Regions from separate parts of the Mus musculus genome. Here all the other regions are linked to region 3. A link is a contact called in public promoter capture Hi-C data. All regions are on one chromosome and are shown on one strand. Each heading gives the region's core, a stretch centred on a gene start, on an enhancer-like site or on the middle of the called end of the contact. The rest is flanking DNA. Distances are from core to core; before and after follow the strand shown. Region 1 holds the start of Ect2 (ect2 oncogene). Region 2 holds the start of Dnajc19 (DnaJ heat shock protein family (Hsp40) member C19). Region 3 holds the start of Mynn (myoneurin). Region 4 holds the start of Tnfsf10 (tumor necrosis factor (ligand) superfamily, member 10).

Region 1 (6,870 bases), core at 401-2,900, 3.4 Mb before region 3:
TGCATCCCTGCCCAAACAAACAAATATGCCTTAGCCTTCTGAAGTGTTCACTACCATGTTTGCTTTTTTTTCCAGGAGAAAAAAAAAAAACATGTATTTTTATTTGTTTTTCAATCTCCCAGTCCAAAGGGGGAAAAGTGTGGTAACACAGCCTACAATTATGTGCAACTGTGTGCCAAAGCTTTACAATGCACCTTTAAGGATACTTTTAGTTTACATGATCCTCTTAAAAAAAAAAATCACCAAACAACTGACAATGTGTGGCCTAAAATTCCAGCACCCACAAAACAGAGGGAGGAGATACATAACTAAACCCTTTCTCACTACACCCCAAAACACTGGAAATGCTTAAATACACAGATCATTTATTACCAAAACAGCTCCATAATATACAGCAAAAGAGCTACACGCTACACTAGTGATACAACCAGCATCTAGCACCCAACATCACCGCAAACTTAAGTGCACCAGGTCACTTTCTTCCTTTTCACATATTCTACAGACCTTTTAAAAATAAACACAACGGAATCGTGATCATAAAAACAATCTATCTTTGACTCGGGATGTGACTCAGCTGCAGTCAGTGTGCATGAAGTCATCCGCGGGCACCTCAGAAACCAGGTAAGGTGAAAGTACACCTGTAATCCGAGCACCCAGAAGAGGGGGTAGAGGCAGACAGAGTTCCTTGTCACCCTAGGCTCCACAATTCAAGTCTATGCTGGGGTACCTGAGATCTTGTCTCACAAACACATGGATTCTTTTAAACAAATAGTCATTTCAGCTTTTCTTTTAAATAAACCTTTTTTTTTTCCATAAACACGTCACACCAGAGTAAGGAACCCAAACTACAATAGTGTATACGTTATTGATAACAGTGCAATTAGCGATTCTCATTTACTTAGAGCTCAATATTTTAGTCACTATCTTAAATCTTTCCCTTGCCACTTTTTAACGCTTGCAGCCATCCTAAAAGACAAATGTCACTGTCATATCCAGTTTGTGGCTAAGGAAGTTGCTCACACAGCGACTCCTAGCCGGGTCTAACTGAGGGAGCTAAGTTAACCGCTAACCACACACATCTGTGGCCAGGAAGGGGCGGGGCGGCCTGTGTTTTATATTTTTAAAAATTGAAAATCGGAATTCTACAGGAATTCCAGAGGGAAACCACAAAACAATCAAGGCAGCTCGGGGCTGCGGCGGGCGGGCGGGAGGCCAAAATCCCGGTCCCAACTGCGCCCTTCACCCTGAGGCGCCGGACAGAAGCAGAATAGATAGAGAGCCCAGCCTCCCGCAAGGAAGGGCCGGGACGAGAGCAGAGGGCAGGACAGGAGGCGGATGTGGGGAAGGAGGATGGAGGGGAGCGGGACAGACAGGTACGCAGCCGTGGGAGCTCACCGCGGCGGGGGCGCCGGCCTTGGTCGCCACGGCCCGTGCTCAGTTCCGGGTTCCCGAATCCCTTCCCGTCCCCCACTCACCCCGCAGTCCTCACCACGCTCAGAGATTTTAAAAAGGAACCACGACGGCGCAGTCCTCGCTTATCCTTCTCAAACACTAAGTCTCCCCCTCACAGGCGCCGCCATGGCTCGAGAGAGGCTGCCGCCTCCGATTCAAAAAAATCCAGTCGCTCTCTCTAAGAGCCATGCTGATTGGCGCGCTCTGTCAACCTCCTTTTGATAGGCTGGAACCTCGGGCGGACTGCCGATTGGTCAATCCCAACGTCTGCCTTCGGGAGGCGCCGGCTGATTGGTTGTGAGTGTGTTTCAAATCCGGTAAACGGCTGGAGCGTGCGAACGTCGGCGGAGTGCCCGGATGTGGGCTTGAGGAGGCGTGGCTCTGCAGCGCCTCTGGATGCAGCAGGTGTTTCTGTGGTTACCGCTTGTTTACTCCGTAAACAGCCCAGTTCCTGATGAACGGTCTCTCTGCCATCACCTCCAACTTCAAGAAAAAGTACCAAGCACCGCAAACCGATCCGCTCTTACTACTAACCAGATTTTATTTTTGAAGACAAGCTTGCATCTGAGTAATTAATATAAAAAAGTGTATAAGGAGATTTTAGAATCTCCTGAAGCAAAACTGCTTCTGGGTGGGTTGCTCCCTCCCCACCCCAACTCCCAGCTTAGGAATGTTAGTGACTGTGCTTGGAAGTCTAGAAAAGAAGGGATTGTTTTACCCCTGGGATCAGTATTGCTATTTTGAAATTTGTTTCTAGATGGAATGTTCTATAATACAGTCGCCTAGGCATACACTTCTAGCTGGGTGTGGTCTCAAAGCCTGTACTAAGGAGGACAAGACCAGCCTAGGCTATAGGAGACCAGGACTCAAAACAATTATTTTTCACTTTCAAAACCTTACCAAGTGTTTGGATCGGTTGCTAGGCCCCAAATCTCATTAAGAGGTTTTTAAAGCACTTTTGAAATTTAGATTGATAAATTTTATGTGTCTTTTTGCCTATACATATTATTTTTTCCTGAACGTATGTGCATTTGTGAGTGCCTGCTGTCCTTGGACATAGGAGGAGGCCAGATCCCCAGAGACTGGAATTACAGAGAATGATGAACCACCAGGTGGGTGCTGGAAATCAAACTCACGGCCTATGTGTGAGAAACAAACGCTTTAAACCACTGAGCCAACTCACTTTAAGCCCAAAATCTACTTTAAAACCAAAAGAACTTCTTGACAGCCTAAGCAGTTCGACAAGTCTACGGTGAGTTCATAGAATGAGTAAAACAATCTATAGTTTTGTCTGTCTGGTTGGTTGGTTTTTAGGGTTTTTTGCCTACCAGTATCTATGGCCTGCCAATCACTAGAATTCCGCACTAGCCTTTGGAGTGGAAGAAAGGAAAAATCGGCCTGGACCTTGCCCAGAGAAGTGTGCTTGCAATTTAAACTGGGGTGTGTCTGGCATTCCAAGCATTCTCCTCACTAAAGTAGAAGGCAGCCGCCTCCTTTGTGCCCTGCCCGAGGAGAGCTAGCTTCCCAGTCTGTTGGGTGAGAGTGTAGGATTGCAGTGCAGGAAGGCTAGCTTAGCCTCTTACAGCGAGGGCAGCCCTTTGGTGAGAAATGAACAAGAGATACTATCTTCACCTGCAGGTTGTTATTTACTCGGCAAATCTGTATTAAGTGTAAGAAAGTATTTGCTTGGGGGAAAGCATGAATAAGGGATAGACACAGCCTGTCAGAGTTGGGGGCTGGGAGGAATGATGTAATCCCATCACCACAGAGAGGGGAGCTACAGTTCAAGGTCATTCTAGGGTGCATACCAACTTCCAGGCCAGCCCAGGCTCTGTGAGGCCCAGACATCTTTAGACATAAAAATATAAAGAAAGTCAGATATAATAGATGGGTGTAAAGAAAGCCTAATATAGAAAACACTCTATGGGAAGTGCTGTTTTTTTCTTTTTTGAGGAAATGCTGACAGGAAGCATTTTAGATAATTGTGTGAGAGATGATTGCTGCCAATCTGTACCAAGCAGGGTGCAGATCCTGGTGAAATAAGGCACAGTCCTCTATCTTTGAATCCCTACTCCGGAGTGTGTATGTGGGGGGAGTTACTTGGAGGTCAAAAGAAAAGAATCTGTTCTTTCCTTCCACTGTGGGTTTGAGGAATCTGGCTCAGGTCATCAGGTTGTATTGCAAGAGCTTTTATACACTAGGTCCTCTCACTGGTACGTTAATGGGGGGGGGGGGGAGTTGGGAAGGGTTAAGGGGTTTCTCGCCAGTTAAGAGCTCTTGTGGCTCTTGCAGAGGACCTGGCTTTGGTTTCGAGTATCCACATGGTGGTTCAAAACCACCTCTAACTCACTCCAGTTCCAGGGGATCTTCCATCTTATGCTTTCTTTTTTTCTGGCCAAATGTGAGGATTAGACATGCAAGTGATATGTATACATACATCCAGCAAAACACTCATACACAAAAAATAAAATTTTCAAATCTAAACATGTTTTTAATGTGTAGACCTTTTTAGAAAAGCATGGTCTATTTGCTCTTTGATAAGCAGAGGGTGTGCAGAGGTAGGAACCCAGTTAAAGCTGTTCTCAGTAATTTACTCACAGTTATTGTGCAATAAGCGCTAAGCGTCCAGTAAGGTACGCTAGGAATGAGACGGAACAGACAAGAACCTTGACCTCATCCTGGAACTAGCTTTTATCCCACAAGCTTTCACAAAGAGAACAGTAATAAAAAAATAACTGTCTGATTCTGAAGCTTTTTCAAGTGTTTTCCTACTCCTGAGTCTACACAGCAACAATCTTTTTATTAGCACACTTATAGATAAGGTTAAAATGACTCGATGGCATAGTAACCCTGAACTTCTAAAGAATAAACCTCGGGTACTGGTTTATTTGCTTACTGTGACTAACCTCCTTTTAAAATGCCCATACTAATCCAGACACCTATAATCCCAGCACAGAGGCAGTAGAAACAAGAGAAGATCAAGACTGGACCGTGAAGCACCAGGAACTGACTAAGGTGCATAATTTACCCACCAAAGCAGAGCTGGCCTCCAGGTTCCCCAGCGCCCCCCTCAGTCCCTACCTGGCATACCCTGCCCCCAACAGGGAACTTTCCAGCCCAGGTGCTTGTCCGCCCTCCCCCAAGAGTCTCCTCCCAATATAATCCAGACATTTAGTCTCTGCCCTTCTCTCTCTTCCTCTCCTTCTCTTCTTTCTCCTCCAATGCTCCCTTTTGCTCCCCTACCCCCACCCCCATGGCAATCCCATGGCCTCAATCCCTGGGGTCAGTGAACCTGCCCGCCTGAGAGTAGCATCCCAATAAACCTGTCTTCAGGTACTCCAATCTGACTCGAATTGGTTCATCTCACTGCCGGAGAAATAACCTATCACAAAGCTACACAATGAGTCTCCAAAACAAAAAACGAAACACCACCAAAAGGCTAGACAAGACATGATGATGCGTGCTTACAGTCTCCGCTTTGGGAGGTAGAGGCAGGAGGATCAGAAGTTCAAACTCGTGCCAGCAAATATGTGTCTGCTGGTGCAATGGTTGCATAACTGTTATGTGGGCAACCAACTGCCTTCTGGTAATATTGAGGCCTGCTCCAGAAAAGAATTCATGCTTGGTGCTGTAAACCTGCTTTAAAACCCATGGTTACAGAGGTCATAGGCCCTAGGCAGCACCTTCTACTGTTTTGTTGTACAGACAAGTGTTGAAACTGCCTTATAAATAGTTATATGTGATACATAGCTTAGTGCTGCTGCTCTTTTTTAATTATTATTAATTTTATTTATTTAATGTAGAGTGCTCTGCTACATATACATCTGCATGCCGGAAGATGGCATCACATCCCATTACAGATGGTTGTGAGCCACCATGTGTTGCTGAGAATTGAACTCGGGGACCTATGGAAGAGCAGCCAGTGTTCTTAACTGCTGAGCCATCTCATTAACCCTCTTAATCTTGCTGTTGTTAATCTTGGTCAGAGAAGCTTCCTTTTGCAGTGGGCAGAAATCAACAGAGAGACTCCTACTGAGACAGAAAGCTTAAGATAAATGCTCAGCTCTAACTCCAAAGCTCAGAGACCGAGGATGAGAAGGATGGGGAGCAGAGGATGCAGAGGTGGAGGAGGATGGGGAGCAGAGGATGCAGAGGTGGAGGAGGATGGGGAGCAGAGGATGCAGAGGTGGAGGAGGATGGGGAGCAGAGGATGCAGAGGTGGAGGAGGAAGGGGAGCAGAGGATGCGGAGGTGGAGGAGGATGGGGAGCAGAGGATGCAGAGGTGGAGGAGGATGGGGAGCAGAGGATGCAGAGGTGGAGGAGGATGGGGAGCAGAGGATGCAGAGGTGGAGGAGGAAGGGGAGCAGAGGATGCGGAGGTGGAGGAGGATGGGGAGCAGAGGATGCAGAGGTGGAGGAGGATGGGGAGCAGAGGATGCAGAGGTGGAGGAGGATGGGGAGCAGAGGATGCAGAGGATGAGGAGGATGGGGAGCAGAGGATGCAGAGGTGGAGGAGGATGGGGAGCAGAGGATGCAGAGGATCAGGAGGATGGGGAGCAGAGGATGCAGAGGTGGAGGAGGATGGGGAGCAGAGGATGCAGAGGTGCAGGAGGATGGGGAGCAGAGGATGCGGAGGTGGAGGAGGATGGGGAGCAGAGGATGCAGAGGTGGAGGAGGATGGGGAGCAGAGGATGCAGAGGTGGAGGAGGATGGGGAGCAGAGGATGCAGAGGTGGAGGAGGAAGGGGAGCAGAGGATGCGGAGGTGGAGGAGGATGGGGAGCAGAGGATGCAGAGGTGGAGGAGGATGGGGAGCAGAGGATGCAGAGGTGGAGGAGGATGGGGAGCAGAGGATGCAGAGGTGGAGGAGGATGGGGAGCAGAGGATGCAGAGGATGAGGAGGATGGGGAGCAGAGGATGCAGAGGTGGAGGAGGATGGGGAGCAGAGGATGCAGAGGATCAGGAGGATGGGGAGCAGAGGATGCAGAGGTGGAGGAGGATGGGGAGCAGAGGATGCAGAGGATGAGGAGGATGGGGAGCAGAGGATGCAGAGGTGGAGGAGGATGGGGAGCAGAGGATGCAGAGGATCAGGAGGATGGGGAGCAGAGGATGCAGAGGTGGAGGAGGATGGGGAGCAGAGGATGCAGAGGTGCAGGAGGATGGGGAGCAGAGGATGCGGAGGTGGAGGAGGATGGGGAGCAGAGGATGCGGAGGTGGAGGAGGATGGGGAGCAGAGGATGCGGAGGTGGAGGAGGATAGGGAGCAGAGGATGCAGAGGTGGAGGAGGAAGGGGAGGAGTGCTGCGTACTGTGAGATGCTGGATTCTGGAAGACTCATGACCACACAGCAGCTATGATCAACCGCACAGGACCTGGGAACAATCAAGTCTGTCAACATTCCAGGATGCCAGGATGGATGGAG
Region 2 (6,687 bases), core at 1,226-3,725, 3.5 Mb after region 3:
AGTTTGCTTTAAGAAAACAAAACACCATGAACTATTACAGAAGTGAAGTTAAACATTGAGAACAGTAAAGCAACACAACTGAGAAGCTGTGTGTGAGACAGTAAAATGTGCTTCGTAAGAACCAAAAGTGCTTTAGATGTAGTTAACATCATAACCCTCATTCAACGCTTAGTTTGCATTCCAGAGTAGACTTTAGATTACTCCAGGCAGCAGTGAGCACTGTCCCAGTGTTACACGTGTGAGTTCTATCCCCAGCAACTACTTCATTCTCAATTACTACTAGGAATTACCTTACCCTACATCTCAGAACTGAGTAGACATCTTACCTTACACCTAATATTAATGCTGCTTCCCGTTTTGTCATTTTGGGTTCAAATCCACCTCTGTAGTACCCACCACCGAATGCCTGAAAGAAATTGAATTGGAAGAAAAGATTAATGAAGTAAATGGAAGTTGGTTAAATCTGTAAAAGAAGTGGTACATTTCAGGGAAGTACAAGTGTACTTCCCAAGGCACTTTAGCTTGACCAGGGGTAGCCAACTATTTTAAGATGTGTTAAACACCCATTTCTTGCAACTAAACTGGAACAGTGTCTTGAGAACATAAGATGGGAGGGGGGGAGGGGAGATGAGTGAATGGCAGCCACTCTCATCCATATTCCAGACAGAAACTTGATCCCCGTAAAACAGGAGTTTCAAAAGGTCTCAAAAGACGACCTGGAGATCTCGAAAAGATTCAAGGCAACAACTAAAATAAGACTTTATGGTAGGGACATTTATGCCATCAGAATCTTAACCTTAGTAGAGATCATGTACAACAAGGCCCTATGCTCCTGCCCAAGCTCCATGACATGGCCTCTCAAAGTCCTGACTAGCAGCAGCTTTGTGCTTTACACCCAGTTCAGAGCCGTTATCTAACATCGCTGCAAAGCTATCCTATGTGACAAAACACGAGGGAAGGCAGCTGGACAGATAAACCTGGGTCAACAGTATATGTAGTAAAATTAATTGCTAACTACCTGCTATCGTTCTAAATCTGCAAAGGCCACCCACCCTCAGTTGTCACATGTGAAAACCAACTCCCAGTGTGGCCCATTGCAAGGTTTACAACTCCACACTGAGCTCCATGGACCTGTGGAATTCACCTTACAGGCAAGCTCCAGGCTTCAAATACAGGCAAGTTAGTTAGCAAGAAGGTTCACTTACAGATTTTGGTAGGCTCTGAAAAACTTGTTTTACTTGAGGCTCCACATGCTTCATGGCTTGTAAAACATAACGGCCTAAAACCAAAAGCAACAGAATAAGCAAATCCATGCATAACCAGTCTGCTCCACCCCCAACCCACAGACAAACCTGCAAATCCTGCAGCAGCAATGGTCAACCCGACTGCTACCACTGTGCTGGCCTGTAATGGAGGAGAAGAGCAAGTCTTTACTACTCTTAATTGCTACCTATTCCGCAGCCAAACTCATTACGACCTTCATTTTGGTGAAAGGTGGGTTCTTTTTCCCTTTTGGGGCAGGATTAGGGATGGAACCTAGTGTGTGTCTCATGCTGGTAAGGTGCCTACAACTCCAGCCTTTCTCAAAGTTCCAACACTTTTATTCTGAGGTGGAGTCTTGCTAAAATTGTCCAGGCTGCCCACGAATTTGCGACTAGCTCTCTAAGCAACTGGGACTTTACAGAGTGCAGCACAGGGTCTGCTGGAAGAAACATTTTTTTTTCTAATAGAAATATGTCTTTAAAACTACTGCAGTTGGACGTGGTGCACATTGGCGGCTTGCATTTAGTCCCCGGACTTGGGAAACATTGGCAGGTGAATTTCTGTACGTTCTGGGACTTCCAGGACTACAAAGTGAAACCCTGTTTAAAAAAAAAAAATTAAACTACTGCAATTTTTATCCACAATTTATTGTCAGAGTATGGGATTTTCACCAAGAAGAAAAGGGTAAGTCATCTTTACCCACAACAGTAAGATGGTGATTTTTCAGCCATGGAAGAGAACTTTAACCCTTGGGCATTGGAACCCCTTTCTAGTTTAGACAAGACCGGTGAAAATAAGATTTCTGCTGGATTTGGAAACAGTGCTTGCAAAGGCTCCCTGATCCCATAAGGTATTTCCACCGTAAAGAGGGGAGGAGTGCGGAGATGGTAGTGGGGTAACAGCCCGACCTCCTAGGAGGCACAAACGTGTGCCTGCCTGCAAGCAGATAAGGGGTGTCAGCTGGAGCCACCGGAGGCCGGAGTAAAGGTCAGTCTCCGTATCCGCCCAGCGCCCCTTCGGAGCCCGTCAGCGCCGACCACTCACCATGACTCCACTCCGCGGCTCGGCACCGCGCGCTCATCCCAGCGCGAGCCCACCGCCACGGTACAGCTGTGGAGAACGACAGGGCCGAGCCAGCGATGCCGCCACTTCCACTAGCGCCGCGCAACACGGCAGCGGCGCCGTAAAGTGCGTCGGAACTGTCGCACAAAGTGCCGCACAAAGGGCCTCACCAACTCCGGTTGACGGAGAGGTCGGACTGGGGCGGGACTGGCCATGCCCTCTGCCCGGGATTCCTGACTTGCAAGTCCAATATCCGGCCCTAAAACAGGCTTTCCCGCTAAAACCTATCTCCCTAACTTTGCTTTATATAGGTTATTCCGCCCACCCCGTGGAAGTAGCGTTGTTTTTCACATGAGGCATTTATTTTGTCTTCTGTGCATCTTTTGCTACCCTGGGCTGTCGCCAGTAGATGTCAAGAAGCCACAAGGCTGATCTTCATGGCCTGCAGAGACATCTTTCTTCTTCTGGCTTGGAACGTAGTTAGATCTATAAACATCAGAAACGATATGGAAAATGATTTTTTCCAGTCTTTTTTTTTTTTCCATCTTCCTTCCTGATGTCTGCTTCAGGCTATGTAGATTTGTTCACTAAAAATACAGCTCCTGTTGTGTGTTCACCATGAATTTTTTCTCTCCTGTTTTAGCCTGACTTACTATTTGTGTAATTAAAAGAGCTTCTTGTACCTGTGTTGCTCACAGCATGTGGTTGTTTGGCCTAAGCATGGCAAATGCACTTGACTAGAAGGAAAGTGACTAGGAGCTGTCTTTTTGCATAAAGGCTGTAAGTTGTGAGAATATAAAAGCCATATGTGACCCCAAGGGAAGCTAGAAACTAAGGTAGCTGTTCTTTGTCAATGAATTCCTGTTAATCTTGCCAGTCTTCGCCTGCTACTTCCCCAAGCTTCTCCCCTTTGTTGTCAGAAGACCATTGTGTGAATGTATCATATTTTGCTTATCTTTCCGTTTCTCATGGGTTGTTTCTGTGGTGTAGCTGTGGGGAGTGTCATGTCTGTGGGCATGGATGTACAGAAACTAGGCAGAGACTTATTCCTTTCTCCTGGCTAGGTGGGCAGACATGAAATCCAGGCATGCTGTGAGGATTGGACTTTCACTTGTCGTGCTTTGAATCTGAGCTGTCTCTCAGAGGCTCATGCATGGATTCGTGTGTGTGTGTGTGTGTGTGTGTGTGTGTGTGTTTGTGTGTGTGTGTTAAGAACTCATGGCAGGGATGTGTTAGAGGTAGGGTATTGGGAAGGTAACTGGATCGAAAGGCTCTAAGAAGATGAGTGGATTGATCAGTTGGTTCTTGGCTTGGTGGATGGTGGGAGGTGATGGGGACGTAGCTGAATCATAGTTATGCGGAGCAGGTTCTTGTCTCTAGCTCCTCCCTTTCTTTGCTTCTTGGCCATCATTCATCTCTGCTGGTAGGTCCGACATTCCCCATCCTAAGGTTCTGCTTCACCACACATCCAGAAACAATGGGATCAGACGACTATGCCTTGTCAGCTCTGAGACTGTGAGCCAGTTATTTTTCCAATGTGAGGTAATTCTGTCAGTCATTTTGCCACAGCAAAGGAAAGGTGAGCAATGTAGTTACTGTTATATTCCTGAAAGGGAAGGTAGTTGGTGGATGAGGGCCTCGATCCACATCCATATTTGATAGTTTCTGGGTTTTTATTGAATTGCAGGCATCCTAATGAGTATGAGGTGGTAACTCATTGGACTTTTGACTTGAGTTTCTTTTGATCAATAATATGGAGTGCCTTTTTATATGCTTAATAAATATGTATATGCATCTTTGGAAAAAATGTCTATTCAAGTCTTTTGCCCTTGCCTTTTTTTGGGTAGTGATTTTTATTTGTTCAGATTCAGGAGTTCTCTGTGTGTTCTGGGTATCACTTCTCATTTATATGGTGTGCTATTATTTCTCCCATCTATGTGATGCATGTTTACTCTGCTGGTAGTGTGTATCGAGGTTCAGCATCCTAAAACTTTTTATAAAGTCCAGCTGTCTGGCTTTTTGGTTCTTTGTTGTTGTTCTGACCTGAGCCTTTGAGTCTCACACAAAACCATGGCATGAATGATTTGCCCTAGGTTTTCTTTTAGGGATTTTGTACTTTTCAGTTTTGATCCAGTCTGAGTTGCCTTTTCTGTTCAATACATTGGGCAAATGGCTCCCTCATTTTGCATACATGTGAGTAGTGTCCCAAGCACTGCTCGTGGAGATAGCTCTTTACTTTTTAAATGGTAGAGGTGAAGGAGAGATTTCAGAAACCGCCTGTGGGGAGAGTTCTAGTGAGCATCTGACATCTTTTGTTGTTGTTGTTGTTTTCTAGGACAACCATAACAAATTTCCACAGGCAGGGATGTTTATGAAATAGAAATGTTTTGGTTTTTCTTTTTTAATTCCAGAGGCTGAACATGTAAGATCAGGGCACTGGTGGGTGTAGTTTCTCTCCTAAGCAACTTGTAAAATTTAAAAAGGAGGAAAAGAGGAAAACTTAAAATCATCCTCTCAAAAGAAATACTTTACTTGCTTGCGGCCATTTCTGACTAGTCTTGTCTGGCTGAATGACAGCAATGTGTCAGAATTGCTCTTGGCTTTGCTTTCCCACTACTGAAAGCAAGTCCTTATCTCATGGAAGCAGTAACTGAATATTTCCAACTGATCACTGGTTTGGTTTACAAGCAAAGAAGTGATAACAGAAGTTAAATAGCAGCTAAGAAACCGCCCCCCAGGTGATGCTAACCGGGACTCATCTTTAATGCCAGATTTGAAGTTTGCTTTGCAAAGCTGGGGCCCCTTTTGTTCACGTTTGTACCACATCGTGAGGATGATAATATTTCTCTAGATGAAATTAAAAAAAATTGGTCAGGAGATACTGGGTAAATGATGTGTCACTTGATAGATGTTACGGTGGCCTAAGATGTCTCTCAAGGTACATGACAGTGAGAAGTTGCTCTCTTTTGGCCTGGCCTATTTCTGCAGAGGAACCTCTTTTGGAATGGGTTGGTTCTGGGTTTTCTGTTCTCTGGTTGGGTCAGGACTTCGGGCAGATGAGAGCATGGCTAGGACTCCACAATGCACACGCACTCTGACACATGCAGCAGGATGACCTGTGCTTTATCCGCTTTTCTAAAATGCATTGTTTGGTGAACCACATAGTGCATTGATTGTGCAACTAATGGAATATTTGAATATTTGGAAATTGTAATTGGTTTTGAAATGTACACTTAAATGTAAGTCATGCACAACACAGTGTTTGATCTGAATAAGAGAATTGTTCTTATGCTTTGGTCTTAACTATTCACTCCAATCCAGTACCTCAGCTATTCCATGGAATCCCAAGTGTGTCTTTAAAACCCTGATTGGTATACAGAGGCAGTGACTGCTTGCTATTCCATCCCTAGCTTTTTGAGGACACAGTTTTGATTTCCATAGCCACTGAGACTTTTCTGTGTCCCCTTAGAGGAAAGCTTCCAAAGGTGATGAGTTCAAATGTGACCTCTTCTCCTAAATACATTGAAGCTTTGCCACAATCTGCCTACATTTTTACCCAACTCTGATTTTAATGCTTGATATTAAAATCAGCTGACTTCAGGGGTCAAGTAGATGGGGTTTTGACAGCCTTCAGATCTGATTCTGTAGATCTAACACCATATGCTGAGATATGAGCAGCACCCAGAAATCAATTTAGGAATAATAACATCCCTGTTGTGGAGAGGTTTTCCTAGGCTTGATATTTTTCCATGGACGCAATGATGAGAGCTAGGTTGGCAGACACATTGGGCAATGTTGACTAAGCTGCTCTCCTGCCTCCAAGCCTCATTTGTAAAAGAAAATGTTGAAATGGGTCTTCTCTCAACCACTATTATTGTTTTCTCTTCTTCTTTGTCTCCCCCCCCTTCTCTTCCACCTTTACCTTCTCTTCTTACATTTTCTTTACCCTTCTATGATAATTTGTATATGCTCAGCCCAGGTAGTGGCACTATTAGGAGGTGTGGCCTTTTTGGAGTAGGCGTGGTACTATAGGGGTGGGCTTTATGACCCTCATCCTAGCTGCCTAGAAGCCAGTCTTCCACTAGCAGCTTTCAAATGAAGATATAGAACTCTCAGCTCTGCCTGCACCATGCTTGCCTAGATGTTGCCTTGCTCCCACCTTGATGATAATTGACTGAACTTCTGAACCTGTAAGCCAGACCAATTAAATGTTGTCCTTATGGGAGTTGCCTTGGTCATGGTGTCTGTTCACATTAGTAAAACCCTAACTTCTTTCTTCTCATTCTTCTTTTGGCAGTTGAAACCAAAGCTTCACACATGTTAGATAAATAATGCACCACTGAGATCCAATTCAGCCTGCAA
Region 3 (6,410 bases), core at 1,404-3,903:
TTCTTACGCAGGCACATCTAGCATGAACGGCCACTGTATGCTTGAATATATTTGTGTATAGAGAACAGAAGTTTTTGTTTGTTTGTTTGTTTTGGGTTTTTGTTTTTGTTTTTTGTAAGGAGTGGCCTTGGGGTTCCTTCCCTGGTCCTTTCGGGGTGGCTTTAGCTATGGGCTCTCCACCCACTTCCACAAAGCCCCCAAGACTGCAGAGTCCCGCAGTACCTGATGGATAGGAAGCTCCTGCGCTCCTGCGCTTGATCACCCACACACAGCTCCTGCCTGCTGTCCGCCGTATGGCCCTTGGACCGGCCCAGAATATTCGGGTAGACAAACTGGGGCTCCCGGGTCCCAGCCAGGCCCGCCTTGATCATTCCCGAGCCGTTGTCGATCACCACTGGTGGCTGGTAGCCGCTCATGCCGCTGGTGCTGCTGCATCTGCGCCTCCAGACCGCTCTTCCCAGGCTGTGCGGTGACAGGTGTTGGTAATGTCGCGTCACAGAGGACCCGGCCATCTGCTGGCCCGCATGACATGAGTGAGGTGCCTCCTGCGACCGCTTTCCATGGGTTGAGCATCACCGCTGCTCCTGGAAGCTCTCAGCATTAATACCAGAAAACCGGGCTACCCTTGCAAAACATAGAAATCTAACAATTTGCAAGAACCTTTCTCAAACACGCTGAATGTCTATTAAAAAAAAATTCTCTTAAGTCCTTGCACTGTGGTTAACAGTAGTGTTCCAGGGCGAGTGGGAAGCTGGAGGAAGACCCTTAACACCGGCCTTGGAAATATCGCTACAGGAAGGCTCTGCCTGGCTTCTGTAAGGATCAATTTCAGGGAGTGCTGGGGTGTGAAACGAGTTTATGTTCTGTATAGTAAAGTAAACAACGTTACATCTTTCCTGTCCTTTCTAAAGATATACACAAAAAGGCAAAACCTTTTGGGTTTTGTAAGATGGTGCATTTTAGCACAGGCTGCCCTCGAACTCAGCGGAATTCCCCTCTTCAGGCTCTGAGTTCTGGGATGCTCGGCTCCCCTCCTTCCCCTTTTCTTTTCTCCGTTCATTTCTCTCTCTCTCTCTCTCTCTCTCTCTCTCTCTCTCTCTCTCCCTCCCTCCCTCCCTCCCTCCCTCCCTCTTCCCCCCCCTCCTTCCCCCCTTATTTCATCCTTTTCTTCATCTTCTGGATTATATCTCTAGGTCCTCCGAAGCTAATTTTCATTTCCTGAGGTTGATGTTTTAGGAATAAGAACATGTCTGCCATTTGGTAAGAATATAAATGCCTTAGATCATTATGAAGTTCAGTTCAGAAAAAGAAAGTACACTGCGCAGCAAAAAATGAACGTCTTGGTGTCTGGTTTCGCGCATCCTTTAGGGGCTTTAAAACAGCACACAAATAGAAGCTTTGGTTTCGAAGCAGGATGGGGAAAAGGGTAATTTACACGTGCTTCCACCAAAACCCGCCAAAGCACTGTACTGCGCCAAATCACAGGCCCTGGCTACAGCGCGCCGCTGCTTCCCAGCTGGAGGAAAGCATAACCTGTCTAAAATGAGAAAAAAAATGAAATTCGGCCAGGAACTAAGTGTGCCTGCTGGTCTCTAGTGGTGTACCCGCCGGGCTTAGCAAAACAAGAAAAAGACAGAATGAATGAAAGGAAGGAAGGGAGAAAAAGAAATTGCAAACAAGTTCAAACTTTTAAATAGTCTCAGCCTGTTAAGTTAACTGTGCTTTGTTAATATTTTTTCTCTCTCCTCATTGAAAAATGCATAAACCTTAAACAGGTGTGAAACGTATATGACGACATCACATAAGAAGAACATTTCAACACACCAGTGCAACCAAGTTTCCGTAGTGTAGTGGTTATCACGTTCGCCTAACACGCGAAAGGTCCCCGGTTCGAAACCGGGCGGAAACATATCTTTTAAAACGGTAACCCGCCCATTAAAGAAACGACCTTGAATCAGCTGTTTTAATGTTGATAACAAACGCCCCAACACACAGACGAGAGCAGCAACAAAAAGGGCTGATGAAGTAGGTAGCTACTGATTCTAGAAGGCATTCTCCCAATCTCTAGCCTCTGAAGCATGTCTGTATTCAGTTTTCTCCCCTCGAGATTCCATTTCCCCCCCCTCCTGTCAGGCTAAATTTTGTTCTTAATTTATATGTCAACTTCACTAAATATTTCAGAATTAACACATTATCGAAAGGGTTTGACAAAAAGATGAAATTAAAAAGAAATTTATACTCAGACATATAAAAAAGTAGCCTCAACATTTTTCTTATAAAAACGACTCGTGGTTTTATTCACAAATTCTTCACAGAGATATAAGCAAAAAGATTCCGGTATGGAAAAAACTCTCAGAGTTTTTGAGACTGTCTTTTAAATAAAGTCACAGGTAAATTCCTTAAAAAGCATAAACGTAACTTATACCAACAAACGTTTCAGTTGTGCTTTTTAAGATTTATGACGTCCGCAGGTTCTAGGGAAGAACACATCAAAACTTAACTTTGCTCTTCTCCCTTTACTGCACTAACTCTGATTTCGAGGTAAATAACTGTGCTAAAATTATTCTGGTTCAGACGTAGGAAAACCTTTTCCGGTAGAAAGCCCACCTTCCTCCCACGTTGCGCATGCCCAGTGTGCCCTGCTGCTTTGCTTTGCTTTCGAACATCTCATCTCTGTTGCCAGGTAAGGGCATTCTGGTAGATGAGCTTTGGTGAGCCGGTTCAAACAGAATTCTGGGGGTCCCAAGAGCTTTCGGATATGCAAAAGAGGAAGGAGTGATTGGTCTCGACTTAAGCATATCCCTCCCACTCGCCCCGGTCAAGAACCAGGGTGCACAACACAGTCATCTCCACTGGAGGGGCGCTAATGAAGACAGGATGACAGGCGAGGAAAAGAACTACAACTCCCAGCATGCAGCGCGCAGCGCGGTTCCCGGAGAGGCCGGCTCTGCACTCAAGCCCGGTCTCCATCCAGAATCTGGGCCGACAGCTGCGGGCTGACAAGGTGAGCAGCTCGCACCGGATGCGAGTGAGCAAGGAGGTGTGATCCGGAGACCTGGGCATGCCGGGAAGTCAGGGCTCTGAGACCCAGCTCGCCGGCCCTAGTAGACTTTTAGCGTCCTATCTCCGGTGTCCCCAATGGACCACACACCCGGACGTGACGCTATCGCAGAGGAGGAAGGGAGAGGCGGAGCGTCGCAGTGACGTCCTCCCAAGATGGCGGTGAGAGAGTGAAGAAACTGTTTCCCTTGGGCGGCTACGGGTGAGTGCCGCCCTCTGTCTGGCCTGTCGTCCCTGCGTTCTGGGATCCCGGGGTCTTATGTGGTCCGGCGCCTCGGAGATCGAGCGCGATTCGGGGCGGAGGAGGGTGTCTAGGCAGAGGCAGCGTCCGCGGTATATGTAGTCATGGCCGGTGCCGTGGGAACTCGCGGGAGTGCAAGCTGGGAGTGCAAGGCAGCGGTGGCCGGGGACTGGCTAGGACTGTCGCCCTCCGCCGCTGCCAAGCAAGCAGCGGGCAGGCAAGGGGTGTGTCCTCCTCCGGAGAGTGATGGAACCTTTGACACAGCGGGTCGGGGCGTTCCCGCCCCCTTGCACTTGCCTGGAGCTTGGAACCTCACCATCTCTGCTTACAGGGTTCAGTGATCAGAGAGCAATGGGAACAACTCGTATCGTGTTCTTATCCTGTTTCAAGGAGGCTTTTCTTAGTCTATTTGTTTAAGCACCTTCAGGTAAAGATGCCTGTTGGAGCTTAAAAGTTTGAGGGGTCAACTCTAGAAGCTTAGGATTTTACGGCCCTGTTTACAACTGTGACATGTTTTTTTTTGTTGTTGTTGTTTTTGTTTTTGTTTTTTTCACTGCCTTTTATTGCATTAGTGTTCTAGTGCAGTAAAACAAAGAAAAGCATTTAATCACCACGAGTGTTCGATGAGGCTTTTGGGGGTTGGGAGGCAAAGGAAGAGCTGTGTTCTTTGGGTTTAGTCTTTTGTCCCACACTCCCTTACCGCTGCATGGGTGAATGTTTGATGAAAGCTTACGGCTATCAGTTCACCGTCTCTTCTTGTCTTTTTTAGATCAAGGGTGAAATCCCATTCTGCTAGCAAAATGCAGTATTCACACCACTGTGAGCACCTTTTAGAGAGACTGAATAAGCAACGGGAAGCGGGATTTCTTTGCGACTGTACCGTAGTGATTGGAGAATTCCAGTTTAAGGCGCATAGGAATGTGCTTGCCTCCTTTAGTGAGTATTTTGGGGCGATCTACAGAAGCACTTCTGAGAACAATGTTTTTCTTGATCAGAGTCAGGTGAAGGCTGACGGATTTCAGAAACTGTTGGAGTTTATATATACAGGAACTTTAAATCTCGACAGGTAAAGTACATGTTTTTATTCAGTTATAAAATCTAGTCTTTAGAGCTAGATTCCTGTTTTTCCAGTTTGCTCTCCATGCTCATTCTCAGTGTTGTTACACAACACACACACACACACACACACTATAGCTTCAGTAGAACTGTTGAGGATGAAAAGATGTTTGGTAAGCACAAAAAACACATTAAAGCTGGTGGTGGGCGGCAGAGGCAGGCAGGACCTAATAAATTCAAGGCCAGCCTGGGCAACAGAGGAAGTTCCAGGACAGCCAGGGCTACACAAAGAAACCCTGTCTTGAAAAAACAAAAACAAACAAACAATACACATTAAAGTCAAGAATTCCATCTGACAGACTTATTCACCAAAAAAAAAAAAAAAAGGCTCTATTTCAATTTTGCAAATTCTGAATTTAAAGTAGGTTTTCCTTTGGTCTTCATGTCCCTCAGGCCCTCTCTCACACAGTCTCTGTCCGTTGCTGCTTCTAGGGTATTTGGAGTAGAGTTGTTGAAGAACCACCTCAGGCCTCATGGCCTCATGGCCTTCTAGTGCTCATATTTAAATGGCAACGTGCAGGACTTTCTGATTGTGGTTCTGGAAAGTAACTTCGTGGAAATGCAAGTAGCATTAAGTCTGTTCCCGTTGTCAACCTATCCAAAGCTTGAATCAAGCCAGAGGCATCACTGTGTTTCTCTTAAGGGTCTTAACCGTTGGGCTCCAGAGGTGCATTGGTCAAGTGCCTGCCGTGCAAGGATGAGGACCTGATTTCGGGTCCTTAGCCACCAAATAAAAGCAGTTTTGTGATACCAGTGCTGCTGGGGTGGAGCTCATTAGCCCGCCCGCCCGCCCTCCTGCCAGCCAGCCAGCCAGCCAGCCTAGCAGAATCTGGGAGCTTCTAGCTCAGGGAAAGATCCTGTCTCATATAATAGGGTGTGAAGGGCAACAGAGGAAGACACGCAGAATCGTCTGCGGCTTCCATACACAAATACACACACATCTGCATGCATGTGTGCACAGGAACACACACAGACTATGCCAAAAGATGCTTATTGCTGCCCCTTTATAGTAAGTAGGCTCTTCAGAGTCTTATAATAGAGATATATTGTTTCCTCTGTATAAAAGCTAGGCTGATAGTCATACATTCCTAGTTGTGGGAGAAAAGTAGAAAGGGCAGAAGCAAAAAGGATCTGGACAGATTATGCTTGCCTTCTTTCCTTCATTTCTAATAGAAGCATGCGCACAAGTAGGGGAGTGGCTGGTAGAACGGACTTATAGGCCAGTCGGGGTGGCGCACGCATTTAACCCAGAACTTGGGATGCAGAGGCAGGTGCGTCTCTTTGAGTTCTGGGCTAACCAGACTTACTGAAGGAAAAAAAAAAATAGACATTGGAATTGTGTCTTTCTGATTGGCTGATCATATGTCACCTAAAGGCCTCCGTGAGCCTTAATCGCCTCATAAAAGTGAGATAGTAGTAACTATATTGGTATTATTGTAAAAACTGAGTGAAAGGTTACTTGAAGCCCCCACTGGGCAACAAACACTTGTTTACTTTATATTTTATCGTCTTTATTCTCTGCCCTCTTCAGTTCTACATTTCTTAGAGGAAACTTGGAAGGGAAAAACGCCCATGAGATTGTGCCACCTACTGACTAGGACTATTAATATTTTTCATACACATCCTTTTCCAGGCCATCTCTACAGATGTATGCCTGTACACAGTTAAGATCCTTTCCTTGTAGCTTGCAGCTTATCCCATAATAAGAATGTACACTTCTTATACATGCTAGGATCAAAACACCTCTTGTTTTTTTTTTTTTTCTGAAAAGGAAGTATTCATGTTTTAGAATTGTTGTATTGGGATAATGAGCAGAGATAAGTTAATCTTCCACAATAATTAAAATTTGGTAAATAATTGATGAATTGAATGGGCTGAAGAATATAGAGTATTTAATACTAACTGCAGATCAGTGGATTTTGAGAGAGTTTTTTAATTTTTATGTTTTCTTTTTTGGTTTTTTTGAGATAAGATCTCACTGTGTGAGTTTGAC
Region 4 (7,154 bases), core at 2,508-5,007, 3.3 Mb before region 3:
CAGCTATTAAAAACAATGAATGCATGAAATTTGCAGGCAAATGGATGGAACCTAAAATTTTCATCCTGAATGAGGTAACCCAGTCACAAAAGAACACACATGGTACGCACTCATTGGTAAGTGGATATTAGCCCAAAAGCTTGGAATACCCAAGATACAATTCACAGACCACATGAAGCTCAAGAAAGAAGACTAAAGTGTGGATGCTTCAGTTCTTCTCAGAAGGGGGAACAAAACACTCACAGGAGGAGATACAGAGACAAAGTGTGGAGCAGAGATTGAAGGAAAGGCCATCCAGAGACTGCCCCACCTGCGAATCCATCCCATATACAATCACCAAACCCGGACACTATTGCGGATGCCAAGAAGTGCTTGCTGACAGGAGCCTGATATAGCTGTCTCCTGACAGGCTCTTTCAGAGCCTGGTAAATACAGAGTCGAATGCTCACAGCCAACCATTGGACAGAGCATGAGGCCCCCAGTGGAGGAGTTAAAGGACTGAAGGAGCTTAAGGGGGTGCAACCCATAGGAAGAACAACAATATCAACCAACCAGACTCCCTGAGAGCACCCAGGAACTAAACCACCAACCAAAGAGTACACATAGAGGGACCCATGGCTCCAGCTGCATATGTAGCAGAGGATGGCCTTGTTGGACATCAATGGTAGGACAGGCCCTTGGTCCTGGGAAGGCTCCATGCCCCAGTGTAGGGGAATGCCAGGGCAGGGAGACAGGAGAGGGTGCGTGGGTGGGTGGGTGAGCACCCTCATAGAAGATGGGGAGGGAGGATAGGATAGGGGGCTTCTGGGGGGGGACCAGGAAATGAGGTAATGTTTAAAATATAAATAAATAAAATATCCAATAAAAAAGAAAATTAAATTAAAAAATGGTGTCTGTTGATATCTAAGAATATTTACCAAACAAAATTAGAAGCGTCCTTCTTGCTTCTATGAACAGCATACAACTACCAGTCTGGGAATGGAAAACTTTCTCTAAGACTCCAGGTACTAAGTATTTTAGGCATTGTGGGACCCAAAGCAAAGCAAGCCATGACTGCACTCCTAAGACTTATTGTAGAGTAGCAGAGGCTGGCACATGCACAGCTCTGACTTGCAGATTTTCATAGTGCGAGCATGCCAGTCAATATTTGGTTAGAGAATCTATAAAAAGATTAAAGCAGAGACTCATAAATGGTCGAAGTGCCAAGTGTTAGTGACTCTAGGTACCTAGCTGTGATATCAACCTCCTATCTTCCTGAAAGTTTAGAGAACTTCCAGGAAGAGAGAGCAGAATGACTGATGGGGCCTTAAGATAGGGGTGAGAACTGTGGGAGGCTGTCATTTGGATACAACATGGCTGTATCACATATCAGTTCACAGCAGCTATGGTTACCTGCAGAAGATCAGCCAGTCAACATCCCAGCACAGAGGGGGTGGGGCTCTCAAAGTCTCATCCCCACATAAGGAAAGCTACTGGCAGTTGATGCCTGCAGAGGAAGGGAGAATTATTCTCCTTGGGGGTTGTGGTTGCTGACAGGTTGCCCATGATCCAGTAGATGGCTACACACTCATGTGTTTTGAACTAATTCATACAAAACAAAAAAGAGGGCATGCATCTGGAAATGACGTGGAGTTGGGACACTAGAGGGGGCTGGAGAGAGTCTGTGGTAGATGCACACAGTCAGTACACATAGTCTGTCCTAGTTAGCACTCTTTGCTGTTGTAAAACATTGACCAAAACTCACTTGAGGGGGGGAAAAGTATTTATCAGGCTTATGGGTTAAAGTTCATCTTTAAGGAGAGCAAAGGCAGGAACTGAAGTAGAGACCATGGAAACATATTGCTTACTGGCTTGCTTCTCTAGCTTGTTCAGTTTCCTCTGTTATACAGCTCAGACTTGTCTACCCAGGAATGGTACTGCCCACAGTGGTCTAGGTCCTTCCATGTCAACTAACAATCAAGAAAGATACTCCCAGAGGATGGTCCAATATTACCAATTCCTTAATTGATGTTCTGTCTTTTCAGGTATGTTGAGTTGACAACTGAAATTGACTATGTCATTGTGTAAGTGTCAAGGAATAAAAAAATACTATTATAAAAGAAAGAGAAACAAAATGTGGCTATTAACACACAGGCAAAGGAATATGACTATTTGGTTTATGTTGTTTTTACAGGTCACACAGATTGCTCTTGATTCCCTTTCAAAAAAAAAAAAAATAAAAGCAAAATGGAAACGCCATTTTAAACTCCCACGTCAGTAAAACGAGGCAATGGTTGGGGCTGGGGAGACGGTAAAGTGTTCTCTGTGTGAGCACGAGGACCTTAGCTTGGATTACCAGCACTCACAGGTGGGCCTGGTGGTCTGTGGCTGCGATCCCAATCAGTGCCCGGAGGTGGAGACAGGAAGATCCCTGTGTGAGCTTCAGCTTCAGTGAGAGACTGTCTCAGGAAGATGGTAACTTAGTTACAGCACCACAGTAGAGTACTACTTCTAAAGACCTTTTAGCAGGTGACAGCCTCCCGTGCTGTGAGGGAGCCTTGGCTTTGTAGTTAAGCAGGCTCCAAAGGAATCCTTCTGGGAGGTGGGAAGCAGCTGCAGACCTGAGAGAATTTGAGTTGAAATGGATTCCGTTTTGTTCCCCACCATGAGATACCAGCCAGAAAGATGTCCTATGGCCCTTGGGAACTGGCACCATTAGAAATAGCAACACTGTTGCTAGAACCTGCAGAGGCCTCAGAGTCACAAACATTGGGCCAGAAGCTGGAGGTGGTTGCTGCAGGCCATCTGATCACACTGTGAACCTGAGATTGTGAACTGTTTCTAACTGTGATACGTCCCAGCCTTTGACCCTAGAGCTTTCTGTCTGTCTGCTGTAAACTCGTGGTGGTGTGGCTCAGCCCTAGCAAAGCCCTTTTAACAAAGTCAACCCTAGGTCAAGAGGCAGAGCCAGTAACCATCTGACAGGGAGTGAACATAGTGAACAGAAAGGGGGTCTTCGAGTGTTTAAGACAGCGTGGAGAAGAAAGGATTCTTTCCTTCTGGGATGGAGTAGGAAGGTCAGCTGGGTGCTTTCTCTGCCTCTCAGAGCTAGGAAGTTATCATCTCAGCATCTGGCTCCTGAGTTTTCATTGGTAAAATTGAACAGCTGGGATTTCTGTTTTTTAAAACAGTTTTAAAAAACAAACAAACAAACAAACAAACAAACTTTGTGTGTGTGTGTTTCACATCATGCACCCCGGTCCCATTCATCTCCCTGTCCCCTCATAATCACCGTCTGCCCTTGAAACTCCCCCCAGATAAAAACACACAAAACAAACTAAATAAACCAAAACAGAGCATAGAAAACATCCCACCATGGAAGCTGTGGTGTCCTAGTGTGTCCCACAGTTTATCCCTCTGTCCACACATCTTCACTTGCAAATGTCTATAGCAATGAGTCATTGTTGCCTTCAGCAGTCTCTGGCTCCTGTGACGCCTTAAATTTTGGATCCTCACTGAGACCCCTCCCGGTCCCTTTGTCCTTTGTCCTTTGTCCTTTGTCCTTTGTCCAGGAGATCCTGCAGCTCCTTCAGGTGCTCCAGCAGTTCATAGATGGGTTAGATCTCAGAGCGCTGGATCTAGGCTTTCCAGCACCATCAGGGCGAGCTCTCCTAGCTGGAGGGTTTCTGTGCACTACGTCCTCGTCACCTTCCTGACTTGCTTAGTTTCACTTTTGGTCTCAACAGTAAAAAGAAACTGCATGGGCACTCCGCCTTCTAACTGTGACCTTCTCAGGCACTGCTGCTGGGCTGCAAGTCTGCATTGGGAAGTCAGACCTGGACAGCAGTATGCCTTCCTCAGGGGCCCTGAAGGACCTCAGCTTCAGTCAGCACTTCAGGATGATGGTGATTTGCATAGTGCTCCTGCAGGTGCTCCTGCAGGCTGTGTCTGTGGCTGTGACTTACATGTACTTCACCAACGAGATGAAGCAGGTGAGTGGCCGTGTGCTCTCAGCAGCAGCCTCTCTTGGCTTTGCCGCTTAGCTTGCTCTTCTTTGAAAGCTTAGCTGTAGATTAAAATATGCCTTTCCCAAGTGCAGACTCTTAACTGCTAATAAAGAGAGGGCTTTATAAAACTGCAAGTTGGCAGACTTCCAAGCAGTTGTAGTAACAGAACAGGCTATGAAAACTACAAATGGATATACCGGCACCTCCAAGAAAGTTTGCTATCATTTCAAAAGTGTCTGTGCAGGGTGCAGTTAGTGGTGTCACTTGGCACAAATGCTTTGTGTGAAGTACTCTAGAGTTCCGTGTGTGTGTGTGTGTGTGTGTGTGTGTGTGTGTAAGAGAGATAGAGAGATAGAGAGAGAGGGGAAGAGAGAGGAAGACAGGGAGAGAGGAAGAAGAGAAGAAGAGGGAGAGAGGGAGGAAAAGAGGAAGAAGGAGGTAGAGAGGGACAGAGAAGGAGAGAGAGGAAGAGAGAGAGAGACAGAGGGAGAGAGGAAGAGGGAGGACAGCACATGGTGCTGTGGAGCCTAGAGATAGATGTCAGCTGTTTTTCTCCCTAACTCTCCATGTAGTTTTTCTGAACTCTCACTGTATTGGCTAGTTTTGTGTCAACTTGACACAGCTGGAGTTATCACAGAGAAAGGAGCTTCAGTTGAGGAAATGCCTCCATGAGATCCAACTGTAAGGCATTTTCTCAATTAGTGATCAAGGGGGCAAGGCCCCTTGTGGGTGGGACCATCTCTGGGCTGGTTGTCTTGGGTTCTATAAGAGAGCAGGCTGAGCAAGCCAGTAAAGAACATCCCTCCATGGCCTCTGCATCAGCTCCTGCTTTCTGACCTGCTTGAGTTCCAGTCCTGCATTCTTTGGTGATCAACAGCAGTATGGAAATGTAAGCCGAATAAACCCTTTCCTCCCCAACTTGCTTCTTGGTCATGATGTTTGTGCAGGAATACAAACCCTGACTAAGACAAATTGGTACCAGCATAGTGGGGTATTCCTGTGACAACCTGACCATGTTTTGGGGAGGATTGTGGAAGGACTTTGGAACTTTGGGCTTGAAGATCCATCCATTGTTAAGAGCTCTGTTGGAGGTTGTGCAGGAGCTTGGAAGATAATGTTGAGAACACTGTAGAAGATGGAGGTCTGGTTTGTGAAATTTCAGAGGGAAAATTAAAGACTCTTTTCAGGGCCATTGCTGTTTTGATTGTGAAGATTCTGTAGTTCTGGTTAGCTGGGGCTGAAGAATCAGCTGTGATTAACAAGATACCAGAACTACTAAAGCAAAAACTTTGCATTACTGGGACTATTGATGCTGGTTAGCTGGAGCTAAGAAATTAGCGGTGATTAAGAAGAGACCAGCATCATTGAGGTGACATCTTCTGGGAAGTGTTTTCTGAAAGCACAAAGAGGCTGTGTTCCAGAGATAGCCAAGGTTGCACTCCTGCTGCAGCGGGACTTGGTAATATGTAAGGGTCACCCAGGTGGTATTGGTTTTGAAGGCATGAAGGAGTTGAGCAGAGCAGCTGAGGCTTGGCACTGTGAGAGGCCATGGAAGGCCATTGGTGAAAGTGCAGCCTCAGTTGCAATTGATGGCCCAGGACTGAAGGGGTCATGCAGTGTTTTGGAGATGCCAGTACCATGAGATGACCACCAAGAGCAGCAGCAGCAGTGGAGTAGAGGCATCTGGAGCCTAGAGGATGACGCGTGTGCTACAAAGGGCATGGCTGGAGAAGTGACCCAAGCCCTTGGAGGAGCCCAGAAGATCGTGAGTTGGATCCCAGACATTGGACGGTTGGAGATTGATTTTTGCTTTTGATTGTGACTGTGCCCTGATATTTTCCCTCTTGAAGGAAGAAACTGTTTTAGTGATGCCCACAGTTAAGAGACTTTTAATTTAAAAAGACTTTGGATTTTTAAAAGAGATGGATATTTTAAAGAGATTGAAATTTTAAGAATATGTAAAGACTGTGGGACATTTAAAGTTATTTAGACCTTGGGGATGAATAAGAATGTAAGGGTTGAGGCTTACTAGTGATGTGTTTGTGTGTCAAGTTGACAAGGGGTCAGTTGTATTGGCTAGTTTTGTGTCAACTTGACACAGCTGGAGTTATCACAGAGAAAGGAGCTTCAGTTGAGGAAATGCCTCCATGAGATCCAACTGTAAGGCATTTTCTCAATTAGTGATCAAGGGGGCAAGGCCCCTTGTGGGTGGGACCATCTCTGGGCTGGTTGTCTTGGGTTCTATAAGAGAGCAGGCTGAGCAAGCCAGTAAAGAACATCCCTCCATGGCCTCTGCATCAGCTCCTGCTTTCTGACCTGCTTGAGTTCCAGTCCTGCATTCTTTGGTGATCAACAGCAGTATGGAAATGTAAGCCGAATAAACCCTTTCCTCCCCAACTTGCTTCTTGGTCATGATGTTTGTGCAGGAATACAAACCCTGACTAAGACACTCACCCAACCTTGAGCTCATTGTTTGCTTGTTACTGACTGAGCCTAGACCTCTAGACTTCTGCCCTGCAGTTGCCTGGACCTTGAGGTGAGGGAGTGGCATAGATTACCCCATGCCCAGCAGACATCTATCTTGTCTGCACTTTGACCACTTGTAAGTCTGTAATAACCACTGTCCTCCAGACAAAGAAGTGGGTCTGAAAAACTCTCAAACAAACAAGTCACACTTTGAAAAGCTGGTGGGTAGAAGAGCAAGTGTCTGAACAAAAATCAAAGTGAAGCTCAAAGAGTTAGCATTTGTCTCTCCCGTGATCGGATAGTGATTAGAACTCTGATCCAAGTCATGGAACCAAATGTTGTGTTTTATACAACCACAGGGAAAAGAATGTTTGGTGGACCTGTAGTCAGGTGTGGGGGTAGGGGGTGCCTCTGCAGGCCCATGCTGAGGTATCTCTTCTCCTGAGGGCATGGGGAAGGGAGTTAAGAGGGTAGTATAGATAGAGAAAGGGAGGGAGAGAGGGAGAGGGAGGGAGAGAGGGAGAGGGAGAGGGAGAGGGAGAGGGAGAGGGAGAGGGAGAGGGAGAGGGAGAGGGAGAGGGAGAGGGAGAGGGAGAGGGAGAGGGAGAGGGAGAGGGAGAGGGAGAGAGAGCGCAGAGGAGTAGAGGTCAGCCATAAACATGTGGAGAGAGAAGGGGGAGGGTAGGTAATGGGAGAGAGGAG

What was found. Promoter capture Hi-C pulls out the DNA fragments that hold promoters and counts their contacts.
Region 1: a contact with region 3 is called in a promoter capture Hi-C map of pre-B cells, with 6 times the contacts expected there. The contact joins the promoter of Ect2 here to the promoter of Mynn in region 3. A contact is called at or near these places in 3 of 39 promoter capture datasets (the C10 cell line, liver and pre-B cells) and 1 of 484 Hi-C or Micro-C datasets (embryonic stem cells).
Region 2: a promoter capture Hi-C map of pre-B cells shows a contact between it and region 3. The contact joins the promoter of Dnajc19 here to the promoter of Mynn in region 3. A contact is called at or near these places in 1 of 39 promoter capture datasets (pre-B cells) and 1 of 484 Hi-C or Micro-C datasets (CD4 T cells).
Region 4: a contact with region 3 is called in a promoter capture Hi-C map of pre-B cells. The contact joins the promoter of Tnfsf10 here to the promoter of Mynn in region 3. A contact is called at or near these places in 2 of 39 promoter capture datasets (liver and pre-B cells).

The regions. Positions count from the first base shown.
Region 1 is chr3:27,152,228-27,159,097 of GRCm38.p6, forward strand. It overlaps Ect2 (ect2 oncogene), which reads right to left and starts at 1,651. Exons shown (of 24, transcript NM_001177626.1): 1 at 1,476-1,651. 1700125G22Rik (RIKEN cDNA 1700125G22 gene) reads left to right here and starts at 1,799. Exons shown (of 3, transcript NR_040548.1): 1 at 1,799-2,083; 2 at 2,513-2,704; 3 at 4,409-4,792.
Region 2 is chr3:34,078,879-34,085,565 of GRCm38.p6, forward strand. Dnajc19 (DnaJ heat shock protein family (Hsp40) member C19) reads right to left here and starts at 2,476. Exons shown (of 6, transcript NM_026332.4): 1 at 2,308-2,476; 2 at 1,353-1,404; 3 at 1,206-1,279; 4 at 327-406. The coding sequence starts at 2,310.
Region 3 is chr3:30,599,434-30,605,843 of GRCm38.p6, forward strand. Mynn (myoneurin) reads left to right here and starts at 2,654. Exons shown (of 8, transcript NM_030557.3): 1 at 2,654-3,262; 2 at 4,071-4,367. The coding sequence starts at 4,102. It overlaps n-TVaac8 (a tRNA gene), which reads left to right and starts at 1,837; the gene lies at 1,837-1,909. Actrt3 (actin related protein T3) reads right to left here and starts at 437. Exons shown (of 2, transcript NM_029690.2): 1 at 223-437. The coding sequence starts at 416.
Region 4 is chr3:27,313,320-27,320,473 of GRCm38.p6, forward strand. Tnfsf10 (tumor necrosis factor (ligand) superfamily, member 10) reads left to right here and starts at 3,758. Exons shown (of 5, transcript NM_009425.2): 1 at 3,758-3,971. The coding sequence starts at 3,828.